Linked DNA regions of Pan troglodytes: region 1 is linked to region 2. A link is a contact called in public HiChIP or PLAC-seq data. All regions are on one chromosome and are shown on one strand. Each heading gives the region's core, a stretch centred on a gene start, on an enhancer-like site or on the middle of the called end of the contact. The rest is flanking DNA. Distances are from core to core; before and after follow the strand shown.

Region 1 (7,351 bases), core at 4,214-6,713, 580 kb before region 2:
CTGAGATTACAGATGTGTGCCACTGTGACCAGCCCCACCCTCTCTTAAGGTCCAGCCATCTCCTGCTAAGGCCCTGGCTCAGAACTCCCACTCCCAAAGCCCCTGCCTCCCTCACCTTCACCCGTGACCCAACAGAAGATCAGTGAAGACCCATCTGGTGAAAACCCAGCGTGGGAGACCATAGAGACTCTTCTGCAGGCCTAGGGACGGGCAGAAGTCCAGTCAAAGGTTATGTGGAGGAAGGGAAGGATCAAGAGGTGCTGGGCCACCTTGGACTCTGGCCACAGTCTAAATGTCTTGCCAGCCCAGCAGCATCCGGTGACCATGGGCCCCTGGAAGGGTAGCCCTGTCCTCAAGAGGGGTTCCTTGGTGCTTCAACCCCACAGGCCCTGCATGTGTTAGGAACCACAGCCATTAGGGGCAGGATGGCAAGGCCTGGTCAGCAATGACCCATGCTGGCACTGTGGAGAAGGGTCAGAAAGTGAGGGTCCTCCCTTTTCACAATGACTCTGCCATCCACCTGATCCCCCAGGCTGCAGACTTGGCATCATCCTGAGCTCTGGATGCTTCCATGCTTCTCAGAACCACAACTCAGGTGGTCATAAGGGCTTGCCACTCCCCAAACCACACTACCCTATTCCCACAACAGCCTCGTCACTGATGTCCCAATGCACGCCCTCGTTCCTGTGGGTCGTTCTCCACATGCCAGGCTGACACCATTTTTTTTTTTTTTTTGAGACGGAGTTTTGCTCTGTCACCCAGGCTGGAGAGCAGTGGCGTGATCCCGGCTCACTGCAACCTCTGCCTCCTGGGTTCAAGCGATTCTCCTGCCTCAGCCTCCTGAATAGCTGGGATTACAGGCACCCGCCACCACGCCCAGCTAATTTTTGTATTTTTTAGTAGAGACGGGATTTCGCCATGTTGGCCAGGCTGGTCTTGAACTCCTGACCTCAGGTGATCCGCCCACCTAGGTCTCCCAAAGTGCTGGGATTACAGGTATGAGCCATCACACCCGGCCCCGATTTTTTTTTTTTTATCTTGCTCAAATTGTATGGTTTGCCCTACAAACCATAAATTCTCATTAGATGGGTTTTATTTAATCCTATATATCGGAACTTACTTTGCAATCTGACTCTGGCATAACATTAGGTGACAAGAAAGTCAAAATATTCCAAAACAATGTTTCTTTGCCATACTTTGAAATGGTCCTGCAAAACTGTCCTTTGTGGAGGAAATTTTGCATCTGTAAAGAATCTCTATTAACATAGCTAGATTTTCTTCCAGGCCCTCCCAAACCTGAAGAGATTAAGAGTTTAGCACCTTTCACAGGTCTGAATAGGGCCGGGCGCAGTGGTTCACGCCTGTAATCCCAACACTTTGGGAGGCCGAGGTGGGTGGATCCCCTGAGGTCAGGAGATTGAGACTAGCCTAGCCAATAAGGCGAAACCCATCTCTATAAAAATAGAAAAATTAGCTGGCCGTGGTGGCGGGCACATGTAGTCCCAGCTACTCGGGAGGCTGAGGCAGGAGAATCACTTGAACCTGGGAGGCGGAGGTTGCAGTGAGCCAAGATCATGTCACTGCACTCCAGCCTGGGAGACAGAGCAAGACTCCATCCAAAAAAAGCGTCCAGGCCGGGCATGGTGGCTCACACCTGTAATCCCAGCACTTTGGGAGGCCGAGGCGGGCGGATCATGAGGTCAGGAGATCGAGACCATCCTGGCTAACACAATGAAACCCTGTCTCCACTAAAAATACGAAAAATTAGCCAGGCATGGTGGCAGGTGCCTGTAGTCCCAGCTACTCGGGAGGCTGAGGCAGGAGAATGGCGTGAACCTGGGAGGCGGAGCTTGCAGCGAGCCGAGATCGCGCCACTGCATGCTAGCCTGGGTGACAGAACGAGACTCTTGTCTCAAAAAAAAAAAAAAAGTGTCCAACTATTTTACAGAGTTTGACTCTTTTCATCAACAGAATAAATCCAGAGACTGAGGAGCCAGTCTAGTTGTGCTATCTTCCTTGGGTGAGCACACAGCCAACACCCTTCGCCCCTCCTGCTACCTGGCCCTTTGCACTCCCTCTCACTGGCCTAAGCTCCAAGCTCCCCTACCTGAACTAGGTGGATCCCGGGCTTGAGGCAACCAAACTAAGCCCAGGGCTTTCGGGCTGATTTGGTGGCCAGAGCTGAGTCCATTTAGAGGCCGGTGGAATCTCCCTAAAGCTCATGGCTCAGCAGTCCCCCATTCCTCTGCAGCCAGTCTCCCTGCAGCCCCGAGATGCCTAACACTGATCCAGCCACAACAGAACCCTGGAGGCAAAGGGCCCAGAACAGAGATCATGCCACTGCACTCCAGCCTGGGTGACAGAGGGAAACTCCGTTTCAATAAAATTTTAAAAAATAAAATATAAAATAAAAGGCCGGGCATGGTGGCTCACACCTGTAATCCTAGCACTTTGGGAGGCCGAGGTGGGCATATTGCCTGCGCAATGTGGCGAAACCCTGTCTCTACTAAAAATACAAAAAATTAGCCAGGCGTGGTGGTGTGGGCCTGTAATCTCAGCTACTTAGGAGGCTGAGGCACAAGAATCACTTGAACCTGGGAGGTGGAGGTTGCAGTGAGCCGAGATTGTGCCATTGCACTCCAGCCTGGGTGACAGAATGAGACTCTGTCTCAAAAATAAATAAAAATAAAATAAGCCGGGCGTGGTGGCTCACGCCTGTAATCCCAGCACTTTGGGAGGCAGAGGCGGGCGGATCACGAGGTCAGGAGTTCGAGACCAGGCTGACCAACATGGTGAAACCCTATCTGTACTAGAAATACAAAAATTAGCTAGGCGTGGTGTTGCGTGCCTGTAATCCCACTACTCAGGAGGCTGAGGCAGGAGAATCGCTTGAACCCGGGAGGCGGAGGTTGCAGAGAGCCAAAATCGTGCCACTGCACTCCAGCCTGGGCGACAGAGCAAGACTCTGTCTCAAAAAAATTAAAATAAAATAAAACAAAATAAAATAGGCCAGGCGCAGTGGCTCACGCCTCTAATCCCTGCACTTTGGGAGGCCGAGGCAGGCAGATCACTTGAGGTCAGGAGTTTGAGATCTGCCTGGCTAACATGGTGAAACCCCGTCTCTACTAAAAATACAAAAATTAGCCGGGCGTGGTGGCGAGCACTTGTAATCCCAGCTACTCAGGAGGCTGAGGCAGGAGAACGGCTTGAACCCGGGAGGCGGAAGTTGCAGTGGGCCGAAATCGCGCCATTGCACTCCAGCCTGGGAGACGAGACCAAAACTCCGTCTCAAAATAAAATTAAAATAAAATAAAATAAAAATAAAGCCAAAGGGTATTGGCCTGATGGGGGCATCTAGGGGACCCCCTTTTCACCACTGTACTGGTGCTTTGCTCGACCTCGGGCGCACGCCCCTGCCCCCCTGGTTCTGGCAACGGAGTCAGCGCGCCCTCTGGCGGGTGCTCGGCAGCCACTCCGCACAGGTGCGGGGATCCCAACCCGGGAGGTGGGGCCCAACGCGCTGGCTAGTGGGGTGGCCCGGGACATAAGGAGGGTCGCTGAGAGCGGGGACGGGTCTGGGCAGGCGAGTGTGGATCTCCGCGGTGATCCCCAGCGTCGAATCCTCTTCCACTGCGAGATCTTTCTTGGTAGCGAAGGGAAGGAGGGAGGGCGTTTTCGCACCACTCCTAGACGCCCTGGAGGTTCCAGGAGACCCGCCACGCTTCCCGCCTCCCACCCTGTATCTGCCCGGGCTTTCATGTCCCCGAAGCAACAGCGCCGGCTGCCTTTAGGAGTGCAGCCCAGGCAGGCCTGAGGGCCAAGGTGAGGGTAAAATTTCGCGAGTATGAGGCCCACGGAACCCAGTTCTTTCTTCCAAATATCTGGCACGCGGTTTTGAGAAAGGCGGCTGACCTCAGGCGGCCTGGGCCGCCGGGGCCTTGCTTACCTCTCTGCCGTACCAATCTCCTATTCATTAATTCATGAACCCCAGGGGAGCGAGGAGTCGGGTGGGGGTGGGGGACAATTTTTAGAGAAGTACAGAAATCTCAAACTACAGAAGGTACCCCTGCGGAAGGTAGAAAATCTGGAGGAAGGCCGGGAGCGGTGGCTCATGCCTGTAATCCCAACACTTTGGGAGGCCGAGGCGGGCGGATCACGAGGTCAGGAGTTCGAGACCAGCCTGTTCAATATGGGGAAATCCCATCTTTATTAAAAATACAAAAATTAACCCGGCATGGTGGCGCGCGCCTGTAGTCCCAGCTACTCGGGAGGCTGAGGCAGAGGCAGAGGCAGAGGAATCGCGTCAACCCAGGAGGCGGAGGTTGCAGTGAGCCGGGATCATGCCATTGCACTCCAGCCTGGGGGACAGAGCGAGACTCTGTCTCAAAAAAAAAAAAAAAAAAATTCTGGAGGAAGAGCTGGAGCCCTAGATAGAGAAGGGGCAGGGCTGGAGAGGAGGAAAGGGCACAGATGAGACCCTACTGCAAAGGCCTGTGTCTTACCATTGCTGAAATACCCTGTGGCAGAAGAAGCTAGCCTTAGACAACAGTTCATTCATTCAGTGACAGGCGTTGGGGGTAAGCCTCTATCTTCGAGGATAGGATGATGGAGCGGGGAGACAATACACGATTAATAAATCGTGTTATAAGTTGGTTAAGTTGGGGGGTTGGGGGGCAGAAAGCAATGAGGGTCGGTTGGGGTCAGGAGTGTGGGTTGTTTAGTAATAATGGGGTGATCTGGAAGGACTCATCTGAAGATGAGTAAGGGATCTCAGCAAAACAGGACCCCATCCTCCTGCCCAGTATTTAAACGAATTTGGTTTTTAAAGAAGAATCCAAGGGTTGGAGCTGAGTGCACGGTAGCTCATGCCTATAATTCTAGCCCTTCGGGAGGCCGAGGTGGGCGGAGTTCGAGACCAGCCTGGTCAACATGGCGAGACCCCGTCTCTGCAAAAAATACAAAAATTAGCCAGGCGTGGTGGCTCACGCCCGTAATCCCAGCACTGGGAGGCCGAGGCGGGTGGATCACCTGAGGTCAGGAGTTCGAGACCATCCAGCCTGATCAACATGGTGAAACCCCGTCTCTACTAAAAAAATACAGGCGTGGTGGTGCACGCCTGTAATCCCAGCTACTTGGGAGGCTGAGGCAGGAGAATCGCTTGAACCCAGGAGGCGGAGGTTGCAGTAAGCCGAGATCGCGCCATTGCACTCCAGTCTGGGCAACAAGAGCAAGACTCCGTCTCAAAGAAAAGAATAATAAAAATTAAAAAAATAAAATAAAATAAAAAGAATCTAAGTTGCAGGAGTTGTCTTGCTATGGGGGCAGCCGGATGGGCATCCGGGGTAGTTTAGGGGAGCCGCACTGTGCTACCAGCCCGTGCCTCAGGTTCACGACCCAGCGGCGACTTGGACACGCATAAGCGCGTCTTCCGTGGGAAAGCGCTCAGGACTGCCAGAGACGCCACAATGGAGCAGTCACCTCGCGAAGGTGGCTTCCGGGAAGAGCGGGCGTCGAGACTCAGGCTGAAGAGGAAAAAGGGCCTAGAGGCTGCACAGATGAGGTCGCCAGGAGGGGCGAGAAGGAGACCGAGTAGCGCCCAGACCTCCGGGCGGGGACGCTGTGACCCTGTGCTGTAAGAGTGGAACCCAGACAGGAGCCAAGGAGGAAGCGACGTGCTTCTGTGGAGCTTCAGGAATGCGGCGGTTAGGGCCACTGGTTTAGGGGAGTTGGCTGGAAGGGCGTGGCCGGAGGAAGGGCCGCCTCCACCAGGCGCAGGCGCGCTACCGGGCGGGAGGGGGAGGAGCGTTACTCGCGGTTGCGCCCCGCCCCGCGAACAAATATTTGACATTCCAGGCTTATCGGGAGGAGGGGCCCGAGGAGCAACGTTCTCCCTTCCCCCGCGCCTGATTCGCTTACCGCTTCCGGGGGAGGAGACGCATGGGCCAGTGCCCGGGTGGGCGGTCCGGAGATGGACAGCCGCGCACCAAGGCCCGCCTCCGCCTGTAGGGAAAGTAAAGTGCTACTCGCTCGAACCCGCCGGGCGAAGGAAGCACTTCCCATGCTCTCCCTGTCGCCGTGTCCGGGCGCGAGTCATTTCCGTCCCGGGCGCCTGTTTCTTTAGCTGCCAAGTGGAGCTACGCTGAGCTCTCTCCCCCCGGGCCTCGCCCCTTTCCCGGGCATGAGTTCTGCTGATGCGCCCGGGTGCCCTGCTCTCTCCATTGTCCAGGGGCCGGGCCGCAGCACCCTCCTTGTCCGAAAGCGCGTGGTGCGGCTCCCGTCTCAGTCTCGAGTCGGGCTAGGCAACCGCGTGACTCAGTTCCCGCCACGCTGGAGCCCCCTCCTTCCTGCTGGATTATTCAGTTTCTCAGTCACTTATTCAGTTTCTCAGTCACCTCCCTGGGAGAGTTTGGGAAAGTAAGGAACGGCCGGGAAACGCGCCATAAAGGAGCCTCACCAAGCTCCACTGGGCAAAGGGAGGAATGGGAGCCCCAAATGTGGGGCTGTCAATTGGGTTGTAGGTGCGGGATGGAAAAGGGAGGATCTGCAGCCCGCATGCGCGCACACACGCTCAACGCTAGCCCCCCATCGGCCAGAGCGCTCGCAATCTCCAGGCAGCTTCTCCACCGTCCAGAAAGGGACGAAAGCAGGCAGGCCCCCACACGTGGGGTAGGAGTGAGGCTCCAGGCCCGTTCTACCCCTCTCAGCCTCGTCTAGGGTGCAGCTCTCTGGGATTTGGGGGGTTCCTTTCCCCAGCATTGAGGCCTGCCCACTCCCAACCCACAACGACCGCGCTCTGGCACTTCTCAGTGCCAGGCTAGCGCTCGGCCCTAGCATCTGCGTGGACAAGCCCTTCCCTGTGATCCCTGGTGACCACCCCACAGCTCTAACAACGCTGATGTTCCCGCCGCCCTCCCCTTTCCCAGGTGACTTCTGGTGATCCCCCTACAGGGTGATACCCGGCAACTCTCACCGCCCCCTTGACCCTTTGACTTCCATCAACCCCAGACCTGCCGTGTTGACCCCCACAGCCCCTAGACTGCCTCCTGGTGACTTCCATACTGGAGAAGGCCTCTGTCTTGCACGCTCCTTTGCAGAGGCCTGACGGCCCCTGGGGAAGAGTGGGGGGAGAGCGGAAGAATGGGATAGCCCCCAAAATCAGGCAGGACCAGCCCTGGAAGTAGGAATCCGGATCCTAAGCGTGCGCCCAGGCCGGGAGCGTGAGCTCTTGCGTCCTGGGTTGGGTTCTGGCGGCCCTCCCCCAAGGTTCCCGGAGCCGCCCCGGTCACGTGGCCGGCGGGGCCGGCAGGTAACTCGCCTGGAGAGGGCGTGGGCCGGTAGCCGCCCCGCCCCG
Region 2 (7,178 bases), core at 3,572-6,071:
TGAGTCCAGGAGTTGAAGACCAGCCTGGCCAACATGGTGAAACCCCATCTCTACAAAAAATACAAAAATCAGGCTGGCATGGTGGAGTGTGTCTGTAATCCCAGCTACTCGGCAGGCTGAGGTAGCCGGGAAGGTTGAGGCTACAGTGAGCTATGATCATGCCACTGTACTCCAGCCTGGGTGACAGAGTGAGACCCTGTCTCAAATAATAATAATAATAATGGAGAAAATCATCCTGTGATACTTACTACTTGAGGAAGGGAACACGGTGATGAGGGAGAGTGTGTGTAGGGTCTAAGGTAGTTGGAGAGGTCAGGGAGCTCTTTCTGTAGGAGGCAGGGGGCAGGCCTGTGTGTGAACTAGTGGAAGTTGGATTGTGTGGACCCTATGTAGGGCAGAACCTGGGGGCATCTTTTCTCCAGGGAAGGACCCTAAGGACCATGAGAAGGAGAACCTGAGGCGGATCAGGGAGATTCAGAAGCGCTTCAGAGAACAGGAGCGCAGCCGGGAGCAGGGCCAGCCCAGGCCCCTGAAAGCTCTGTGGCGCTCACCCAAGTACGACAAGGTGGAGTCCCGGGTCAAGGCCCAGCTCCAGGTACCTGCTTCAGGGAGCCAGAAGTATTATCCATTTTGTTGGCCAACAGGCAACTATACCCTGATCTGAGTTCTGGGGAGGGAGGGAAGTCACAGAGGTAACAGAGGACTAAGAGACCCTGGCTCTGCTGCAGGGCGAGGCTTGGGGGCTTCTCAGAAGTAGTGATGGTGGGGCTGATCCTGAGGGCAAGTAGCAATTAGTCAAAGGGACAGCAGAAGAGAACATTCCCAAAAGATGGAACCTCACAGACCACAGGGCACGCAGCAGTGGAGATGCTAGGTACAGTTCACTGTGAGGAAAGAAGGGCGTGAAGTTAGGCCAAGAAGTCAGCTGGACCCACATCAGGGGCCACAAAAGCCACTTTTCAGCCCTTATTTCTGAGGACAGTGGGAAGGGCAGGGGTATGGTGGGGGGCTCTGTCTCAGAGAGCAGCACCATTCTTCAATCCAGGGATTCAGCAGGAGGAGCAGGAGTGAGAGGAAAGGCAAGGTCACACAAATGTGTTGTAGCTGAAGCATCTGTGGGGTTCCCAGGGGGTGGGAGTGTGTCCAGGAAGCAGATGGAAATTCAGGCCTGGATCTCAGGAGTGAGACCTAGGAGTTATTGACGATCAGGTTGAGGACAACGAGACCAAGGAATTGACCGCCTGGATTTGAGGACTTGGAGGCCAGCTGTTAGGAGCCTTGCAGGGCTAGAGCCAGGAAGCTTGGCTAGGAAGGAGGAAAGAGAGTGGTAGCTGGGCCAGTACTGAGGTGGAAGGAGAGATGGTTTGTTGTTTTCTTAAAAATCTGACATACTCACACATTTGTGTGCTGATGAGGACAAGTGTCCCTTGAAGAGGGAAGAGGGCCCCAGGGACATGGATGCAAAGGTCAGAAGGGCCAAGATGGCCAGGGTCTTGCAGCTTGAGCCCCAGACCTCAGCCTGCCTGCTCTCTCTGCTGTGCCCTGCCCTCCAGGAGCCTGGCCCTGCCTCTGGGACAGAGTCTGCCCACTTCCTGCGGGCGCACTCCCGCTGCGGCCCTGGCCTCCCACCACCCCATGTATCTAGTCCCCAGCCAACCCCACCAGGTCCCGAAGCTAAGGTGAGAGGATGTATGGGGGCTAGATGGTGGTTGGGCAGGGCTCCCGGTGTAGGGGGGGTGTTCAGGGACACAACATAATGCTGTCTGCCCCCACCCACGCTTGCTGTGTCCTGCAGGAGCCAGGCCTGGGGGTGGACTTCATTCGTCACAATGCACGAGCTGCCAAGAGAGCCCCCCGGAGGCATTCCTGCTCACTGCAGGTCCTGGCACAAGTGCTAGAGCAGCAGCGTCAGGCCCAGGAGCACTACAATGCCACGCAGAAGGGCCATGTGCCACATTAGTAGGTCTCACTGCCTGACACTCAGGGTGAAGGACACCTGTGGAGGGTGGGAACCAAACTCTGCCCTCAGGTCATCAACCCTGAGCCTGTGTACCCACAGCTTGTTGGAGCGCAGGGACCTGTGGCGGCGGGAGGCCGAGGCCCGCAAGCAGAGCCAGCCGGACCCTGCCATGCCCCCAGGCCACACGCGCATGCCTGAGAACCAGCGGCTGGAAACACTGACCAAGCTGCTCCAGAGTGAGTACCTGGGCAGGGAGGCTGGAGGGGGGCCCCACTGGGGACCAGGCACCCCTGCCCAACACTCACTGTTCTCACTGTTCCCGGGCCCCCTGTAGGCCAGAGCCAGCTGCTGCGTGAGCTGGTACTGCTGCCTGCTGGGGCAGACTCACTGAGAGCCCAGAGCCACCGTGCTGAGCTGGACCGGAAGCTGGTGCAGGTAGAGGAGTCCATCAAGATCTTTTCTCGGCCCAAAGTCTTCGTGAAGATGGATGACTGAGCCCCTTTGGGGGACAGTGGCAAGGAGCTCCATGCTGAGGATCGCCACATGGCTGCAAAGGACAGGGTTGGACCCAATCCCAGAGCAGAGGTCTGAAGACAGGAGCAGGGGGGTGGCCAGTGTCCCTAGAGCACTCTTCCCAGTCACCAGTGGCTGCAGAAGGGCCACCCCAGCCTTTTAACTGCTTTGTCAAAATTAAACATTTTGTACACAGGATTTGTTTCCATAAGAGCTTTTCTTACCCTAAAAATGCCAAGCCTGGTGGCCCTCCTGCTGCTTGATTGCAGGAAGTTCTCCCCAGTGTCACTCCTGCCTTAGTCCAGAGCAGAAGGCAAGCTGGTGGGACCAGGGAGGAGGCTGGGACTGGGACACACAAGGACCATGACTGTATTTGTAGAAAACCTTTAATGTTCCCCAGGCTGAGGGAGCCCTGTGAGCCAGCTAAAAACCCCCACTGTGAAGTCCCTGCCATGTCCCAGCAGTGTGGAGTGGCATGGGGCTTCATCCTGACTGTCAGAGGCTGAAGCCACTACCATCTCCTCGAATGCGACTCCCCCAGCCAGAACTGGCCTGCTCCTGGTCATCCAGGGAGGGCAGAGAGCTGCGGGTACCAGGATGTCGGCAGCCAGGGTGCAGGTCCCAGCACGGGGGCCCCTGAGACAGCCCATTGGAACTGGGAGGCTGGCGGTTCTCAATGACCAGGTCACTGCTGTCATCGTCACTATCAGGCTCAGCAGGCCCAGGCCCTGCAGAGGGAGGACCTGTCAAACGCCCAGATGCCCCTCGCACCACGTTATTGCGCTGGTTGGCGGGCTTGACAGTGACAATGAGGTTATGGCTGTTGGCAACCATCATGTCCGTCACTTGGTCCAAGGTCTTCCCGGCTACTTCAATGCCATTGACCTCGAGGATCTCATCACTGACCGCCAGCAGCCCTGTACTCTCAGCCAGACCCCCACGTACCAGGCGGGAGATGAAGATTCCTGGAACCCGCTCCAGGCCCTGGGGAGCCACACGCACGCTCATGCCATCTCGGATGTAGAAGCCCAGGGGGCGGTCTGAACCATGCTTGTGCAGCCGCACCCGTCGGTGGGTCTCAGGCAGTAGGTCCACGTCTATGACTGAGGAAACCTGGCGGAAATCTTGGGGCAGGCTGATTAGCAAGGGTGGCCGGGTGCGCAGGGGTGCCACTGGCCGCAGCAAGAGCCCTTTCTTGCGCCGCTGCAGAGAGTTGGAGGCAAAAGCCAGGCCGCTGGAGTCAGCTTCTGCTGCAGAAGAGGGGGAATATTGAGATCAGAGACCTGCTCCCCGACTTGGGCTGTTTACAGGGGGCACTGTAGCTATTTCCTACCACTTGGAGGTCAAGCCAAGGGCAGGGACTGCAGAGGGTGACGCTTGGGTACCCTGGGCATGGACTAACCCTTGTAGACCTGCCCCACAGACACCTTACCCCACAGAGGCTGCCCACTGTACCCCTCCTCACCCCGCTTCTGCACCAGTAGGCGCAGTGGCGGGGGCCCGCTGGCCAGGGCCCGGTGCAGGCTGTCGTCGTTGGTGAGGGGCAGCAGGTCGCCATGAGCATCCGTATAGCCAAGTAGCACGTCCAGGCCCGGGATCTGGTGCACCGCCCGCAGCAACCGCGAGAACTCCTGGAAGCCGCTCACCGAAGCGCGAGGCAGCGCGAAGCGTCGGAACTCGGCGTCAAACTGGAAGTCGGGGTTGGGGGAGAGGAGGAGTCAGGACAGCCTGCGCCCCTTTCTCACCGCAGGCTGGCAGGGATGGGAAAGATGCGGCTGCCGCTTTTGCGGCAGCCTTAAGCCCAGACCTCAGCTCCAGTACCAGGGACGCTGTCCAAGGTCTTCTTACCGCCCTCCAGGTACTCAGGCCACAGAGAGCTGGAGACCAGCAGTGGAGGAAGGAAGACGGATGGGGGAAGGCGAGCAGAAAAGCAGAATGGGACTTGGAGGATAGAGGGAAGAGGTGGCGGGGACCAAGGAGCTGGGAAGGGGAGAAAGAGGGAATTGGGAGCGCCTAGGGCCGAGGCCGGAGGAGCCCTTACTTTGCTCTTCACCTCGACGATGCTATCGGGACTGCGCGCCGGAGTCCTCTGCGGCCGGGCCATGGCGGGGCCGGGCGGGCCGGGGACGGTGCCCCAGGCGGCCCGCCGAGGCGCAGGTGCACAGCCCGGCCGGCCCGCCCGCGCCGCCCCGCCCCTGGCGGTAGCACACGCCCCGCCTTCCCATCCGGAGCGTGACGTCAAGGGGGCAGCGACGCAGAGTGGAACGCGGAGTCCACGTTTCCTAGGAAACGGAGCCGTGGATGGAGAGGAGCCGTCCTCCGCTCTTGCGTCATCACGCTGAGGTCCGCGCGCCCCCGGAGTCTGGGGAGCAGGGCTCCGCCAATCCGAGGGGAGGGCGAAGGAAGTACCATTTATTTAGCGCTGTGTGTGTGCTCTTATTTCCACTGGCCTTACAAGACCGTGCACTGTGTAGATGAGGAAACTGAGTCATAATAAATATGTGCTGAACCGTTCGGGGGTCACACGGTGCTTAAATGGTTTCGAGTCAACTCGCTCGGACGGCACTCGGCCTCAGCCTCCGGCCCTGGAACCCTCTCCAGGGACGGGACCAGCCCTTGTTCTGTTCCCTACCGGTACCACAGGAATCTTGACAAACGGCCCAAATGCCTGGCCGCTGTCAGAGTGACGCCGCGATGAGAGTAAACGGGCCAGCATCCCGTGCACCAGCGGGGTGGACCAGCGGGAGTCTGCACACAGGCCCCCGAGCAGGACGCCCTCGTGCGCAGGCTTGGGGTATACGTGGGCGGGGCCTCCTCCTCCGGCCCCGCCCAGCCGAAGGAGCTTCCTCTTCCGAGGAAAGGCGGGGCCTGGGCGCCCGCGGGAAACCCGGGCCCCTTGCATCCGCTGGGTGTAGCCGTGGGGATGGCAGGTTCGGGGAGGCTGGTCCTACGGCCCTGGATTCGGGAGCTGATTCTGGGGTCAGAGACACTCTCCAGTCCACGAGCCGGGCAGCTGCTCGAGGTGAGCCCCCATTCAGGGCCCGGAGACCGAGGCGGAGGCCCGGGGTGGTGGGATTGACGCCGCTCGCCGCCGTCAGGTACTACAGGAGGCCGAGGCCGCGGTCGCGGGCCCATCCCACGCCCCTGATACGTCCGACGTCGGGGCCACGCTGCTTGTGTCTGACGGGACCCACAGTGTCCGATGCCTGGTGACGCGGGAGGCCCTGGACACCTCGGACTGGTGAGAGGCCCCGCGCGGCTCCGGAGGTCGGAGTCCGGCAGGAGAGCGCGAGGTGGGCGGGCCTTGTGTTCAGGTGGGCCCGGCAGTGAGGATCCTGCTTGTCGTAGGGAGGAGAAGGAGTTCGGCTTCCGCGGGACAGAGGGCCGGCTGCTGCTGCTGCAGGACTGCGGGGTTCATGTCCAGGTCGCTGAGGGCGGCGCGGTGAGTGGTGAGACTGTCTTGGGCGGGTTACCGGGCATGACTCTTCGTGACGATTCTGAGACCTCCCCTTCCCCACGAACTCCTCCAGCCCGCAGAGTTCTATCTCCAGGTGGACCGCTTCAGCCTGCTGCCCACGGAGCAGCCCCGGCTACGGGTGCCTGGTTGGTAAGTGATGCCTCCGCCCTCCAGCGGCTCTCCCCACCCCAGCCTGGCCGGCGCTGGCAGACGCCTATGGGGTAGGAGGGCTTGGGCCCCCATTAACTACCCTTCTCTTTTTCTTAGCAACCAAGACTTAGATGTTCAGAAAAAGCTCTATGACTGCCTTGAGTGAGTCTGGGGTTGGGCTCGGGGGCCACGTGTGGTTTGGTGAGGGGATGGTGTATCTAGGTAGACGGGCCTCAGCATGGTTCCTGAGTCCTGGCCACTCTCTTCCTGTAGGGAGCACCTTTCAGAGTCCACCTCGTCCAATGCAGGTACTGTAGGGCTTGACCAGTGATCCTAACACCCTGTGCAGTGACCTCTCCAGCCTTAACCTTATGCTTCCTCAATAAGCTGTCTTCCCCCTCACCCTCCTGGTCCTCCCCTTTAAGCCTTGACTCATCCCATGGTCCCCTGTCCCCAGGCCTATCACTGTCCCAGCTTCTGGATGAAATGCGGGAGGACCAGGAGCATCAGGGGGCACTCGTGTGCCTGGCTGAAAGCTGCCTGACACTGGAGGGCCCTTGCACGGCACCCCCCGTCACCCACTGGGCTGCCTCACGATGCAAGGCCACGGTCAGTCTGGGGATTTGCTTGGGAGATGTCAGGGTGAGGAGTTGGGCAAGGGTCATATTCCACAGGACATGAGAGTAAACGGGCCTGTCCTACAGAGTTCATGTCCCACAGGGAGAAGCTGTGTACACTGTCCCCAGCTCAATGCTGTGCATCTCTGAGAATGACCAGCTAATTCTGAGCTCTCTAGGCCCCTGTCAGAGGACACAGGGTAAGGGGGACTGGAGAGGTTGGGGGGATACCTGGGGCCCAGGTCCACAGTGCTGATAAGACTTCCTGAACCCCCCAGGCCCTGAGCTGCCCCCACCAGACCCGGCTCTGCAGGACCTATCTCTGACCCTCATAGCCTCTCCTCCTTCCTCACCCAGTTCCTCAGGTGAGGTGATGCACAGGTCACAGGCACTCACTGCCGCCTGTCAGTCAGGTTCCCGGGCTGTGCAGGATGCTGTGAAAGGTGCACGGTGGGTGGGGGATGAACACGGTCCCTGCAGT

The links. HiChIP or PLAC-seq counts read pairs in DNA pulled down with a chosen protein or histone mark.
Region 1: an H3K4me3 HiChIP or PLAC-seq map of stem cell-derived excitatory neurons shows a contact between it and region 2, with 5 times the contacts expected there. The contact joins the promoter of ESRP2 here to the promoter of ACD in region 2. A contact is called at or near these places in 1 of 7 Hi-C or Micro-C datasets (stem cell-derived neural progenitor cells) and 1 of 1 datasets of contacts at active chromatin or transcription factors (stem cell-derived excitatory neurons).

Annotation. Positions count from the first base shown.
Region 1 is chr18:66,281,837-66,289,187 of NHGRI_mPanTro3-v2.0_pri, reverse strand. ESRP2 (epithelial splicing regulatory protein 2) reads left to right here and starts at 5,463. Exons shown (of 15, transcript XM_063797308.1): 1 at 5,463-5,702.
Region 2 is chr18:65,702,447-65,709,624 of NHGRI_mPanTro3-v2.0_pri, reverse strand. ACD (ACD shelterin complex subunit and telomerase recruitment factor) reads left to right here and starts at 4,821. Exons shown (of 11, transcript XM_054669442.2): 1 at 4,821-5,495; 2 at 5,572-5,714; 3 at 5,822-5,915; 4 at 6,004-6,080; 5 at 6,198-6,242; 6 at 6,354-6,388; 7 at 6,538-6,689; 8 at 6,801-6,897. The coding sequence starts at 5,397. It overlaps PARD6A (par-6 family cell polarity regulator alpha), which reads right to left and starts at 4,701. Exons shown (of 3, transcript XM_009431052.4): 1 at 4,515-4,701; 2 at 3,939-4,161; 3 at 2,842-3,720. The coding sequence starts at 4,577. The coding sequence ends at 2,969. It overlaps ENKD1 (enkurin domain containing 1), which reads left to right. Exons shown (of 7, transcript XM_016928872.4): 3 at 423-595; 4 at 1,554-1,679; 5 at 1,796-1,959; 6 at 2,060-2,196; 7 at 2,295-2,669. The coding sequence ends at 2,455.